Regions from separate parts of the Mus musculus genome. Here regions 2, 3, 4 and 5 are each linked to region 1. Evidence: chromatin contacts called from public HiChIP or PLAC-seq and promoter capture Hi-C data. All regions are on one chromosome and are shown on one strand. Each heading gives the region's core, a stretch centred on a gene start, on an enhancer-like site or on the middle of the called end of the contact. The rest is flanking DNA. Distances are from core to core; before and after follow the strand shown.

Region 1 (2,532 bases), core at 19-2,518:
AAGGGCAAGAGAAGGAAGGGCTCTTTCTGCCCTCCTGGGAGAACGGAGCTCAGTTAGCTTGCTGTGTAATTTGACAAACTTTTTCACTTCAATCAAATATCTACTAAGGAGCTTACTATATATGCAGGCCATAGTCTATTATTTCTCCAAAACCAATGTATGAATTATTTCTTATCAGCTCCAAACTTCCTTCCTCTAAATACTTAATAGCAGGCTTAAATATTTTAAAGGGGAAAAAAGTCCACCTCACAAAGGTTGTAATCAGAATTTTCCTTGTCACAGGTGGTGGGCTAGAGTAGTTAGTTGAAGACAGAATGCTTGTGCTTTTGCTAAGGCGGTAACAGGGGATTCTACCAAAACGAACAAAAAGTCCAAATGATGTGCACTGAATTACTAAAATATAAATATACTGTGAGAATAAACGGAAACTATACCTATAAGCTAATAAATACCATCTGGAGTTAACATATGCCCTACCTACCAGGTATAGCTCTCGGAAACCGCAAAACTTCCGAAAACGGAATCACTTAAAAGCAGCATCTGCATCCAACTGTAAACCACGCATAGGAAACACCGCGCCAGTTCACAGGCATATGCATCAAAAGTCCTGACGGAGATCAATAGTCCTAACAAGGGCATTACTATTTCTGAAAGGTATCTCCACAGCTACCTTGCTTTTGGAAGAACACATTTCGATTCAGGAAACCGAAGAAGCACTTTAGTCCACAACCTCCTAAAAGCGAGGCAGCGACAACTCCGAGGACCGCCAGGGCGCGATGGGCTGGCTCTGCGCCAAGGGCACACAGGGGATCAGAAGACCACAAGAGACCCCCTCGTCCGCGCCGGGCGCCCCCGCGCGCTCAGTGCCCAACTCCCTCGCCTGGGAAAGTTGCACCCAGAGCCATCCCCGCCCCTCCGGCGCCGCGCCGTCGCCATGGCGACCGCCCCCACCCCACCGCGGCGGACCCCACAGCTCTGCAGCCCGCGGCAGCCTCGGGCTCCGCTCCCAGCGCCGCCCGGACCGGGGATACGGAGCCCAGACACCCGGAAGGCGGGCGCGGGGGAGGATGCGGAGTGCGAAAGGCGCAGTCGCTCGCCGTTCGCCGGGTCCGCGCTGGCCCGGGCGTCCTCACCCTTCACTTTCCCGAAGGTGCCGACACCAAGCGTGTCCCCCAGGATGTAGTGGCCGATCTTCACCCGCCCGTCGTGCTTCTGCTTCTCGGCCGTCGCCATCTTTCTCCAGGAACTGAGTCTGCGCATGGCGCCGCGGGAGGGGGCGGAGGGGGCGGGCAGGGCCGCGCCGGGGGCGGGCGGGCGCCGAGGGGGTGGGGACGCGGGTGCGCCGCGGTGGGGCGCAGTCGCCGGCCACCGCCCGCGCAGGCCCCGCAGTCCCCGCAGCCGGCCGCCGAGCGCACTCGCTCCCCCTGGCGGGCTAGGCGGCGGGAGCGGCGCCGGTACTCGCCTCGGCGCCCCGCATCCCTCTGCGCGCGCCCGCGCTTCTGCGCGCGGGAGGGCTTCCCCCGCCGCGGAGCCGACCGCGGCCACCCGAGGGTCTGTGGGTGCGGTACAGCACCCCACCCCCGTAATTCCCAGGAGGACGATGCTTGCTTACACGTTGCCCGGGGATAGCGCGGCGTGCTTTGAAACAAGACAGGGGACACCGCCCTACCACTGACTTGAAATCTTGATTTTCATCTCATCTCGGTGTCATCTGGAAGCCAAGGGTGTTTTCACTTGCACTTTTAATACTTACCACTGCTTTAAACAAAAAAAAACTCTGAGCCAGTAAATTACTATGGGACACCGCACATCCTGGAGAGACTTCCTAGGAAATTTGCTACCGTCAAATTTCCCCTGTGGAATGTGTGTGAGCTATGTGAATTCCAGAAAGAGGTGTTATCCCGAACTTATCGTGTTTAGAAACTAATATTTTTACATTTTCAATAAAATGTACATTTTCAGTCCACTTGAAAAAGTGTGTTGTTTGTATAAATGGAGCCATATCCAGTCACCAAAGAAGTGTGTTTATTTGTAACAGGATTTTGAAGTGAATCTGTTACTCAGTTCTAACAATAGGTAAAAATATATATGTCATCCTTCGATTTTGCAATTTGAATCTCTATCAATGTCGATGGAGAAAAAGGATGGAGTTTTGTTTTTGTGGTTTTTTTTTTTTTTTTTTTTTTTTTTTTGGAGACGAAAAATGTCATTTTTCTTTGGGATGAAAATTACCAACACTCCTAGTTTTCCCATATTCTGGCTTATGACATCAAAGCAATGTAACATCAAACGCTTTTGTTCCAAGAAAAAGTATTCAGGGGGAAGAAAGCTGCTTTAAGGTTTGAGCAATAGTTCTCAACCTTCTTAATGCTATGACCCTTAATACAGTTCCCCATGTTGTGGTGACCCGTCTCCCATCATAAAGGTATTTTCAATGCTATTTCATAGCTTTTTTTTTTTTTTGCTACTTTTATGAATCGCAATGTAAATATCATTGTTTCCTGATGATCTAAGGGGGTTGATCCCGTAGTG
Region 2 (2,532 bases), core at 20-2,519, 920 kb before region 1:
CTCTCTATGTCCCACAAAACATTTAGTAGGAGAGGCAGGGCACTTCCCCTCCCTCTCACAATGATAAATTATAAACCGAGTATCTTTCTGTGTCCATGTTTCAATTCCTTGTCAGTGAGACTGAGCACCCACACAGTGATTGCGTCCCAGGTACACAGGCATTTCTTCCCTTCCTCCCTGTCTCTCTGGTCTCCCTTATACCTGACCTTTGGATAACTGCTCCTTTAAAAGCATTTGGGGGTAAAATAATTACATTTTGTTCCTCAAAACTAAGAAACTTGTTTCTTACTTTAAGTATTTTTTCAGTATTTAAAAATTATTCTCCAGATTGTTTGGCATACTGGGATTTGAAAAATTGATATAACTGATCAATAAAGACGCAAGACCAATGAAGTGTTGCCAACCTAGCTATGTAAGCACCCTGTCACTATCCATTGAGTCCTATTTATACTCTACAAACATCGTGTGTCCTCCCATGGGTCTTGCCTCCGGAAAATACCATGTGAGTCTGCCTTAGCGAAGCATCAGGTGAGCCTGCGTCACATGACATAACCAGGATCTTCCACTTAAATATATACATATGCTCTAACTACAGCCTGCTCAGTCTCTACGATACCTAATGAGTGCTTTCCCTCCCGCTGACCATTTGGTGTTGGATAACGAATTGTTGTGTCCTTCTTCTCTTTCAGAAGTCTTAATGTGAGATTAGAACTAAGTTTTTCTTTGTATATGTAAAAACTGTATTTTTCAATTTACTCTCAGATTTCTAGGGTAAATACAATTCTTTACTATTTGCCTTATCAAGTCAAATTAAAAATTGTTAGATTTTACTAGCTCTATTCAATTGTAGATATTATTAGCTCTATTCAAAGTATTGATTTAAGGAATCAACTATGGACTGAAATGTTACTTTTGTTTGTTGGTATTTTCAAATTGATAGTATTACAAGTTTTAAAACTTAAACGAAATGTCTATTTAAAATGTACTGATTTAAAGTTGATTTTTCTATAATTATTAATAGATAATTTTAGTAAAAACCTTTATTATCTTTAAGCAATGTGTAATTACTAATTCATTTATTGACTATCACAGAATGTCCATTCTTTATGATTCTTGTAACAAAAAGCAAAATTTTTAATAGATAAAACTACATAGTTGGAAACTGCATAACTACAAAATCAGTTTTCTGTTCAGTGGGTAAGTTCAAGGATCATACTCAGAACTCTAACACGTGCCGTGTTAAGGACTATGCTATTAAGTGACTTTACCACTGAGCCTTCTGGTGGAAGCACACTTCTGATTATGCAATGTTTTAAAAACGGTACTGCAGAGACTAGGAACATCTTAATGAAAGTAAAAGTATACTAGATAAAATATTCAAATTAGTAATATTTTGAGTATATTTGCCTGATATTTTTCAAACTGTTAGATTGTTGCTGTTATTAGAATGGAAACATATTTAAACATTATGGAAAACATATTTATCAAAATGGGCTACTGAGCAAAAAATAAGGAAATGAAAGCAAGTTTTAATATATAAATATACATTGTGTTATGCATGTTTTATAACTCAAAGTCACTGACTAATAAACATGACGGATGTATTATTACAAAGTAAGAACCTGTCTTTGATACTTATACTAATTTTTAGCTATATAAAATCCATAACTTCATGAATGTTTCTAAATTATAGTTTTGTTGGTACAGTTAGCTAGAGAGGAGGGTAGAGCATCTTAAAGCGAGATTGTTTGATTCATATCTTCTTAGTAGACACACATATGGCATGTAGACCTCAGTTTGTTCTCTTGCTTAAAGCCCTGTAGAAGGTGGGGATAGCTACATTTTGACAGCCCAGATGGAGTAGTTTGAATTCTACCCTTGGAAAGGGTTGTCTGATATGAATACTTGACATAAGAGCCTGGAGGAAGCCACGCTCACTCTACTCAGATTAGAATAACATATCGGAGCTACACGCTCCCTCTACTCAGATTAGAATAACATATTGGAGCCACACTCCCTCTACTCAGATTAGAATAATTAGATTGAGATAATTGTGTTGCTTTATTTTTTGAATAAGGGTTTTCTGCATAACCCTGGCTAGCCTTGAACTCACTGTGTAGACCAGGCTAAACCTGCCTCTGTCTCCCTAGTGTTGTGATTAAAGGTATGCACCAGCAACAGCCTGCAAGATAAATTACTTTCAAGTACTTTTTTCTTCTATGTAAAGTGATCACTTTAGCAATGATCCTAGTTAGTGACTTTGGAACTATGTCTTAATATGCCTCAATAAAACAGACCTCATGAAAATCACTGTTTAATTGATTATTCATGAATTTCCAGCTATATATTTTCATTTCCCTCTCTTGGAGAATTCAACATGATGTATTCTTTCTACCTAGAGAACAGAAGTTGAATCACTCCACAGAGGACGACTGTGTTAATTCCTTCTCACTATTCATCATTCCTCCCTCTGGCCTGCTGTGCTTTTCTACTCATCTTCATGACTCAAGATAGGAGCCGATGCCGTTGCAT
Region 3 (2,532 bases), core at 22-2,521, 890 kb before region 1:
TAGAAGATACACCTCTCACGAGCTTCTCTCAATTAATGGACTAGGCAGGCTTAAATACTAGAGTCTCTCCCTGGGAGATATATGAGTGTCAAAGTTTACCTAAAAGCATCCATAGGCTTTATTGCCTGTCTGTACATAGAGAGAGCTATACTACATAACCTAAAATCTCTCTACCTAACTCATATTTATCCTTCCTCTCTCAAATGGATTGTGATATTACAGGCTTTCCATCCTAGCATTATTCTTTATTTTCCCATCATTGTCATATCCCCTAATCACTCTCTTACATGCCTAACAACATAAAAGCCATACAAGAAAACAGCTAATGAAATAGATTTGCAACTAGCTCATCTTCACCATAGGGGGTAGGAAACACACCCTCTTGTCACTGCTTTTATCCACAGATCATCTTAGGGAGTCTTAGTGGAGAAAATGAAGTGGCAGGTATGATAAGTAAATTGATTTAAAACACTGAGAGATGAATGGTGTGCTGATCAATTTTTGCCTACCTGAGACAAACCTAGTTATACTGAAAGACCCACAACGTGAGGACTCCCCCACGTTCTGACTCGGGAGAGGCGACACCCCAAAATCACCAACGAGAAATGTTCTTGCTGCAAATTGCAAGAGGATTTTTATTCGAGAGTGCTCTCGGGCCCACGGTCATACACCACGCAGGGGTAGAGGACCGTGGCGCCCCGAGTAGCTGAGTAAGGGGGTATTTAAAGGAAAAAAACCACAACTCAAGGAGGTGGGAAGGGCGTTGTTGGAAAATACCAAAAATACCAGTTAAGAGTCACAAGGAAGTGTAAAGTTACAAGAGTCACAAGGAATACCTGGTAATTGTTAACTCTCAAGACAGTTTCTAAGAGCCCCTAACAATAGCACATTTGCATTGCAGGTTCCAGTAATGGTCAGGGTGACTTTCTTTGAATTAACACTCTTTGAACCCAGGAAGCGGGTGGGTGGAGGAAGGAATGTCTCGCTATCTGCTTTATGATTAGCATACCTTGGAGCACTGAGTTTACTACTCTTTCAATACCAAGGAAGAGGAAAGTGCAATTGAAGAATTGCCTGGCTCACCACCCCCCAGAAACAACAACTCAGTGAAACTGACTTCCTCTTTTCAGCATTTATTCATTACAAACAGCTTCTTACCTTGGGGTGAGCTTTTGCATTGGCTTCCCATTCTCTGTGCTACGTGCCTGACTAAAGCTTAGCCCTGACTGGCAGTCACGGCTGGAGAAGGTAGTCTGAATGTTAAGGGAAGAGAAGTGTGATCATCACCGTCTCTCAGCTACAAACCCTTCCATCTACAACAGCAACCCTCCTGCAAGATAGAGTAGTGCAGTAGAGTCACAAATATTCTTGGAAGTAAACAACGACTACTTTGATCAGATTTAAGGTCACTCTATGAGATGAAGACCATACATGACACTGTTAAAGTAACCAAAAACCTGAAACTAGATAGGTAACAGGCCTAGGGAAAAGCCTACTCTATTACTCTACTAAAATCTGTGAGCATTCTTGCAGGGGGTCGGGGGACATGCTGCTTGGCAAATGATGTAAGATAACTGTACACATTTCCCTCTTTGGATAGGTGAGTATGGACTGTGTAAGAAAGATAGTTGCTCCAGGCAGTGGTGGTGCATGTCTTTAATCCCAGCACTCAGGGGGCAGAGGCAGGTGGATCTCTGAATTCAAGGCCAGAATAGTCTTTAGAACAAGTTCCAGGACAACCAGAGCTATACAGAAAAATCCCGTTTTGAAAAACAAAACATAACAACATGATATAACAAACTAGAAGGAAGAAAAGAAGGGGGAGAGAGAGAGACAAAGAGAGAGAGAGAAAATAGAGACATGGAGACACAAAGAATGAGTAAGCCAGAAAGAAACAAGAAAACAATGAAAGAAAGGGGGGGGGGGAGGAGGGGGGAGGGGGAGAGCTGAGTCTGAGAGAAAGTCACTGGTCTTTTTTTTTTTTTTTTTAATCAATTCTTGCCTAAAGGTTCCCACACTATTTTCTTCCTTGTTTTTCTTTGATGGTAGACTGAAACCTGTCAGTGAAATAAATCTTTTCGGCCAAACGTTGTTCTTGGTCAGAGTTTTGTCACAGTCATAGAGAGCAAAGGGAACAGGTAGCTACGATCAGAGGAGAATTGGCAGGTTCCTGAAAAGATCTACAGATCATATTAAAAGGAACTGAAAAGTGTCTGCCTTGGAAAAGCAGTTGTTGTGTATCCAAAGGGCCACATGAAGACACTCTTCTCCTTTGTAGCATGAGGACAAGCATAGCTGGATGTCAGGCTGAGCATAACATTGTTGAGTAACAGTGTTCCAAGAATAAAGGAAGTGCACAGCAGAAACTATTCTTGTCTGTGAACACAATGGTCCTGGTGGGATATACTTGAGCCCTAAAATACACACTGGTGACATCTGCCTGGACTCCCAGTGTGGAAAGGTTCTGGAACTTGGCAACTGTTCTAGAGCCCCTAGCTTTATGAAGAGGTTGCCTATTCCTCTCTAGTAGAA
Region 4 (2,532 bases), core at 19-2,518, 860 kb before region 1:
ATAGTTTCCTAGCATTGGATGACAGTGTCATCATTCATGTCTTCGACTTCTGCTCATCACTCTTTTTTTTTCCCAAAGTAATGATATATTGAATTAGAAAGCTGTAACCTTAAAGACCATTGCTACAACCACCGTTGCACTTTCAAGTTGATTTTCATATTTACCTGTTGGTTTTATTGTAAACAATTTCAGAGATGTAAGAAGCTTGACCTATCCACAACTAGTGTTTAATACTGTCCTCCAGGCATGGCCTGGGTGTTGTCATGGCACACTTCTTTGTATAGCCATATATACCCCTTAACCACACTTATATAAATAACCCCAAACAACTCACTAATTCACCAAACTGAATGTAGATGACACTAAGTTTCTATCTTCAATATTTCCCCTTTCCACTAAAAGAAAAGTAATAAAAGATAACTGATTATTTTTTCAGAAAAGCAATTTCTCTTCAAAAATCCAGGTGATAAATCCAAGGTTGATCTCTCTCATATCAGTCTGTTTCACTTCCTTTTACCAGTGAGGAAACTTGAGGCTCAGTCTACAGCACTCCTTCTGTACCAGATGTTATTTATGTGAGCACTGTATAGGTGTGAAAATATCCCACATAGCTTTGAAAAACTCCATTTATTTAAGCTTTCATTTAAAAAAAAATGTTTTGAGCACTTACTTGAAAAAGGTATTTGAATAGAAGCAATACGGACATGATTGGCATCATTTCTACTTAAGAAATTAGGTGGGACCAGAGGTGAGGAACACTCAGAGTATATATTACAAGCATACAACTAATGTTTTGGGTTTTTTTTTTTTGTTTTTTTTTTGTTTGTTTGTTTGTTTTTTGAGATTGTGTAATGGCCTAAAAACAAAGTGGAGAATTTCAAAAGTATATCTTACTTTAGTGTTTTGAGGACATTGTCTATGGAAAGGAAAACATAAGCTTATTCTTAAATGCTAGAAATGTAAGGGCGTGGGGCTCAGTGCTTTGAAAGGGTTTCTAGCATGAGAGGGTTGTCCAATCACCAAGGGAGGCCAAAAGGATATTGCCCAAAACGTGGTTGGAATGGTGGGAAAGGCTACCTCCTGCTGAGCTTGGAGTCAGGGTGGGGATGTGGCTTTATTATAAATGTAATGGAAAGCTCTTGAAGAGTATTATTTGGAGGGACCAAATGAGTGGATTTATTGAAGGATCACTTTACTATTGTGTGAGGTTTGTTTGGAGAGAGTAACTATGGTAACCAGATCCAGTTAAAGTATGTGATTCAGTCCTGCTGTTGTTATCCATATCCTCCACCAAGAAGCTGAGAGGAGGGAAGATCTTCACAAAGTCAACATGGTCTGTGCCAAATTTCCAGAGAATCAGAATGACACAGTTAAGCACTATTCTCAAAAATGTAAATGAAAACAGTATAGCTTAGGAGATAAAATCATAGATCCAGAAGAAGAATGCGAAAAGACTTTTCTTAACTAATGCTATCTTTGATCTAATATTTTTAATGTTTGCTTGTCTTCATTTATAAACTACTGTTCTTCAGGGTAGGTTCAATTTCATATATATATATATATATAGTCTGTGCTTCATTTTTTTTAATTTTGAGAACAAGCTGTACATTTTTTTCCAAGTGATATTTGTCATCTTGTTATTTTTGTGTTAGCTAGAACACAAAAATACTTTATTGAAATAATTTAGGTAGAATAAAATGCAACAAGTACTTTCCAAGTCCTTCTGATCTATTTCATTATTTAGCTACTTGTTAAATGGATGCTAAGCAACAGGATGTGATTTTGTGGGTGTTTCAGAAAAGCTGGAAATATCTCTGCTTGCTTATGAATTTTGAATGCCAAACTATTACTGAGGCCTCCAAGGGAACACAACCGTGGGATGTGAAATAGAGCACTGTACCACTTCTTATTTGAAAGAGAATAAAGGATTCATAACCTAGTAGATAGATTCAAATTCTACTTAAAACAGCCACAAGCAGAGCAGTTTCACAAAGCCATCTCAAGAAAAGCTACCAAGGCTAAATACAAGGCCTTTACACATTGGCCTTTCCCAGTTCCTTCTCCATGACTTTCCTTTGCTCCCTTGTACCAAATTTTACTTTCAGGTATGAAGTCAATTCACTCACCCCATGACATGAAATCCCTGAAAGGCATTTGTGATGCTGACAGTTTTCCTCAGAGTATTTGGTGAGGAAATTTTTGCATAGGTGCATCTCCAGGTGTGGGAATTAAGGTGGCAATGCTCTTCTAAGAAAATGTTCCTAGGAGGTTTAGTATGTCAGTGTCTGCTCCTTTGTCAGCAAGTCTTGGCTATGTAAAGAGAGTCTAGCCAAACACAAGGTAGAAGTATCTGTACTGGCTAGTTTTGTGTGTCAACTTGACACAGCTGGAGTTATCACAGAGAAAGGAGCTTCAGTTGAGGAAATGCCTCCATGAGATCCAACTGTAAGGCATTTTCTCAATTAGTGATCAAGAGGGAAAGGCCCCTTGTGGGTGGGAGCATCTCTAGGCTGGTAGTCTTGGTTCTATAAG
Region 5 (2,532 bases), core at 25-2,524, 790 kb before region 1:
GAGTGAGAATTAAGTACAATGTGAATTATTGAATAAAGGTGTTTTATGCAAAACAAAACAAAACAAAACAAAAATCCCTAATGTATGGAGCACACAGCTGGTTCAAAATAAATTGTGTTTTCCTAGATCATGGAAATTTACACATAAGATTTAAAGTCTTAAAGTTAGATTAGGCCCAGGGGTCCTGAATCAGCATTCCTACAAACCTTGAAGAAATTGATTTTTGAATGGAATTGTTGACTTGTTTGCCTATGGTCACAGAAGCAACTGCCCTTGCTTACAAGTTGCTCTAAGACATTCATTTATCTCATAAATAGTCCCTGACTCTTTTTCTTACTATTTTCTAGTAGTTTTGTTTCCCAGTGTATTGCTAAGAGAATTGAAGGGGGCCTTTGAGGCAGTATTTGGAGGGCAGTCATTTCTCATTAGCTCCATCCCTTAGGGAGAAAGCATAAATCAACTTGATAAATGCCCACCTGGGCAAAGGTGAGCTTCCTAAACGCTGAGATGCTAATTTGGAGCATGCTGAGCTGTTATGTAATGTTTGGTTTCAAATGCAGTTTTACTCTTTCATTGCACTAAATATGCCATTGGGTTTCCTCTTCCTGCTGTGGCCCCTGCATTGTAGGATCTTGCTGAGAACTCAGCAGACAGAAGGTTAAATGAAGGAAGTATACCAACGTTCCAATGGGAGCCCTGACTGGATTCTCTCTACATGTTGCAACAAAACAGTGTGGGAAGTTCCAGTACAGAACATGCGGGAAATGCTCTCATATAGCCGAAGTCTTTACATAAGTGGAATCTGTCTATCATGAACCTGAAAAATGTTCCAATGTTGACAGCATTAAGATGAAGTGATAAAACAATTGGAATGTAGAGAAGTGAGAGTTGGCACAGAATGAGATATTCCTTATGTTGACTTGTTTAATGGACACATAGAATTCACTGTACATATGTGAGTGTGTGAGTGAGTGTGTGTGTGTGTTTGTGTATTTCAAATGTTCTTTAATGCAAAGATTTTTTTTAAATTTTATGATAGTATGACAAAATACTTGTGAAACATTAAAAAATTAAAAAAAAATCATACCATTCATGCCAATGCAAGTTGATTTTAAGATACCTAAAAGAAAGATGTAAAGAATTTAGGATATAGATAGATTAATCTCAAAAATGATATACTTGGAAATTGGCTCTTTTCTATGTAACTGTAGCTTCCCCCAGCCTTGAAGCAGGTTGATTCAGACCTCACATCCTCTGAGAATGAGACCGCCTGGGGTGGACCCTTCTGACTTAGATGGCTCTATTGTTCTTTCACCTGCGGGCTGCTCTTCTCCAAGACACTGCTACCTGCTGAGAGGCCCTGGAGATATTCCAGAGACTGCATCTGGCAGATCTGCCTACAGGCCGGCAACAGGCACCAAGAATGGATTGGCCTCCCCCCTTTATAAGCACAGACTCTTAGTAAACTTTGGGGTCTTAAACAGAAACATGTCTTGGCCTTCATTATTTCTCTCGTCGTTTCCTTCCATACAGCTTCGGCCTCCCACTCAGGAACCCAGTTAGTGAGGCCGCAGGCGGCTACATGTAACCATTTTTTTAATTTACTTTTTTATTCTTTAATACTTTTTTACAGTCCAGGTTTCATCCCTATCCAGGTCTGCCCCCCAACCGCTACCCATCCTATATCTCCTCCTACCCCCTCCATCTCCAAGAGGATGTTCCAGTCCTCTACCTCTATCCCACCAGACCTCCCCACTCCCTGGAGCCTCAAGTCTCTCTAGGGTTGAAGATGCACCTATGTAACAATTTTTAAATGTTCCAAAATTTATACAAAGGAATAGTCAACTGAAGAGCCCAGTGAGTCTATTAATTATAAGAAGAACCACAGAAGCATGGTAGAGAGAAGTTAAGAGCGAAGTAAGGGTAGTTGGAAAGCTGGGAATCTCCATTTTCTAGATACAACATGGCTGTTGGATTCATGAAGTCACAGAAGCCAGAGGCTATGCAGAGCAATCCTCTAGCCCTGGAGAGGCGGGGCTCACTGACAAGCTTGTTTGTTTAGCTTATCTTACTAGGATTCTGCTTATCTGGACAATGGAAAGCTCTCCAGTAGTGTCTGTGTTTGCTTACACAAATAAATATTGGATTAATTAGAACATGTTCTTAGAGAAGAACACCAAATTCTCCCTTAAACATCATCAACGTAAGTAGGATGACCCGTTGTTGTTTCATGGAGGTTTACTTCACTATAATTATGTCATAAATAAGGATAGTGACAGAAGCATTGATATGAATAGTGTCTGTCTCAGGAAATGACTTTTTGTGCTAAATATACAAATTTACTTAAATTTCTAATTAAATCTGAGCACTTTGCTGTTAAAGAATGAAAGAAGATAATGCCAGAGGGAAGATCATTAAGTCATTCAAAAAGAATTTAAGTAATTTGTTAACTAAAAATCATATTTGCTGGTTCTTTGAGTAACTTTTTTACTTTTCAAGTATTTTTGCATGTAAAGTATCATGAACATAAAG

The links. Promoter capture Hi-C pulls out the DNA fragments that hold promoters and counts their contacts. HiChIP or PLAC-seq counts read pairs in DNA pulled down with a chosen protein or histone mark.
Region 2: a contact with region 1 is called in an H3K4me3 HiChIP or PLAC-seq map of bone marrow-derived macrophages, with 4 times the contacts expected there. The contact joins the enhancer-like site here to the promoter of Prkaa1 in region 1. A contact is called at or near these places in 14 of 39 promoter capture datasets (the 3T3-L1 cell line, 3T3-L1-derived adipocytes, cranial neural crest and 9 more), 1 of 484 Hi-C or Micro-C datasets (bone marrow-derived macrophages), 11 of 115 datasets of contacts at active chromatin or transcription factors (bone marrow-derived macrophages, cardiomyocytes, embryonic fibroblasts and 7 more) and 1 of 9 other capture datasets (embryonic stem cells).
Region 3: a contact with region 1 is called in a Foxp3 HiChIP or PLAC-seq map of regulatory T cells, with 15 times the contacts expected there. The contact joins the enhancer-like site here to the promoter of Prkaa1 in region 1. A contact is called at or near these places in 4 of 39 promoter capture datasets (the 3T3-L1 cell line, embryonic stem cells, hippocampal neurons and 1 more), 8 of 115 datasets of contacts at active chromatin or transcription factors (bone marrow-derived macrophages, embryonic stem cells, epiblast stem cells and 2 more) and 1 of 9 other capture datasets (embryonic stem cells).
Region 4: a promoter capture Hi-C map of hippocampal neurons shows a contact between it and region 1, with 3 times the contacts expected there. The contact joins the enhancer-like site here to the promoter of Prkaa1 in region 1. A contact is called at or near these places in 4 of 39 promoter capture datasets (the 3T3-L1 cell line, hippocampal neurons, liver and 1 more) and 4 of 115 datasets of contacts at active chromatin or transcription factors (bone marrow-derived macrophages, embryonic stem cells, epiblast stem cells and 1 more).
Region 5: a promoter capture Hi-C map of stem cell-derived epiblast-like cells shows a contact between it and region 1, with 5 times the contacts expected there. The contact joins the enhancer-like site here to the promoter of Prkaa1 in region 1. A contact is called at or near these places in 8 of 39 promoter capture datasets (the 3T3-L1 cell line, cranial neural crest, frontonasal cranial neural crest and 4 more), 1 of 484 Hi-C or Micro-C datasets (bone marrow-derived macrophages), 5 of 115 datasets of contacts at active chromatin or transcription factors (the 230-238 cell line, bone marrow-derived macrophages, embryonic stem cells and 2 more) and 1 of 9 other capture datasets (adipose tissue).

What each region holds. Positions count from the first base shown.
Region 1 is chr15:5,142,597-5,145,128 of GRCm38.p6, reverse strand. Prkaa1 (protein kinase, AMP-activated, alpha 1 catalytic subunit) reads right to left here and starts at 1,268. Exons shown (of 9, transcript NM_001013367.3): 1 at 1,134-1,268. The coding sequence starts at 1,260.
Region 2 is chr15:6,064,043-6,066,574 of GRCm38.p6, reverse strand. No RefSeq gene overlaps it. Among named protein-coding and RNA genes, the nearest start is that of Gm41259, 21 kb to the right of the region's middle. Within about 2 kb of position 1,269, at least 1 of the 459 cell types and tissues checked has an H3K27ac peak or open chromatin away from gene starts, as enhancers often do. A contact at or near this core is called in bone marrow-derived macrophages, where this site is marked.
Region 3 is chr15:6,029,185-6,031,716 of GRCm38.p6, reverse strand. The region is part of intron 2 of Gm41259 (predicted gene, 41259); the gene reads left to right. Among named protein-coding and RNA genes, the nearest start is that of Gm41259, 14 kb to the left of the region's middle. Within about 2 kb of position 1,271, at least 17 of the 459 cell types and tissues checked have an H3K27ac peak or open chromatin away from gene starts, as enhancers often do. A contact at or near this core is called in embryonic stem cells and regulatory T cells, where this site is marked.
Region 4 is chr15:6,000,342-6,002,873 of GRCm38.p6, reverse strand. No RefSeq gene overlaps it. Among named protein-coding and RNA genes, the nearest start is that of Gm41259, 43 kb to the left of the region's middle. Within about 2 kb of position 1,268, at least 6 of the 459 cell types and tissues checked have an H3K27ac peak or open chromatin away from gene starts, as enhancers often do. A contact at or near this core is called in hippocampal neurons, where this site is marked.
Region 5 is chr15:5,932,548-5,935,079 of GRCm38.p6, reverse strand. No RefSeq gene overlaps it. Among named protein-coding and RNA genes, the nearest start is that of Gm41259, 110 kb to the left of the region's middle. Within about 2 kb of position 1,274, at least 9 of the 459 cell types and tissues checked have an H3K27ac peak or open chromatin away from gene starts, as enhancers often do. A contact at or near this core is called in embryonic stem cells, epiblast stem cells and stem cell-derived epiblast-like cells, where this site is marked.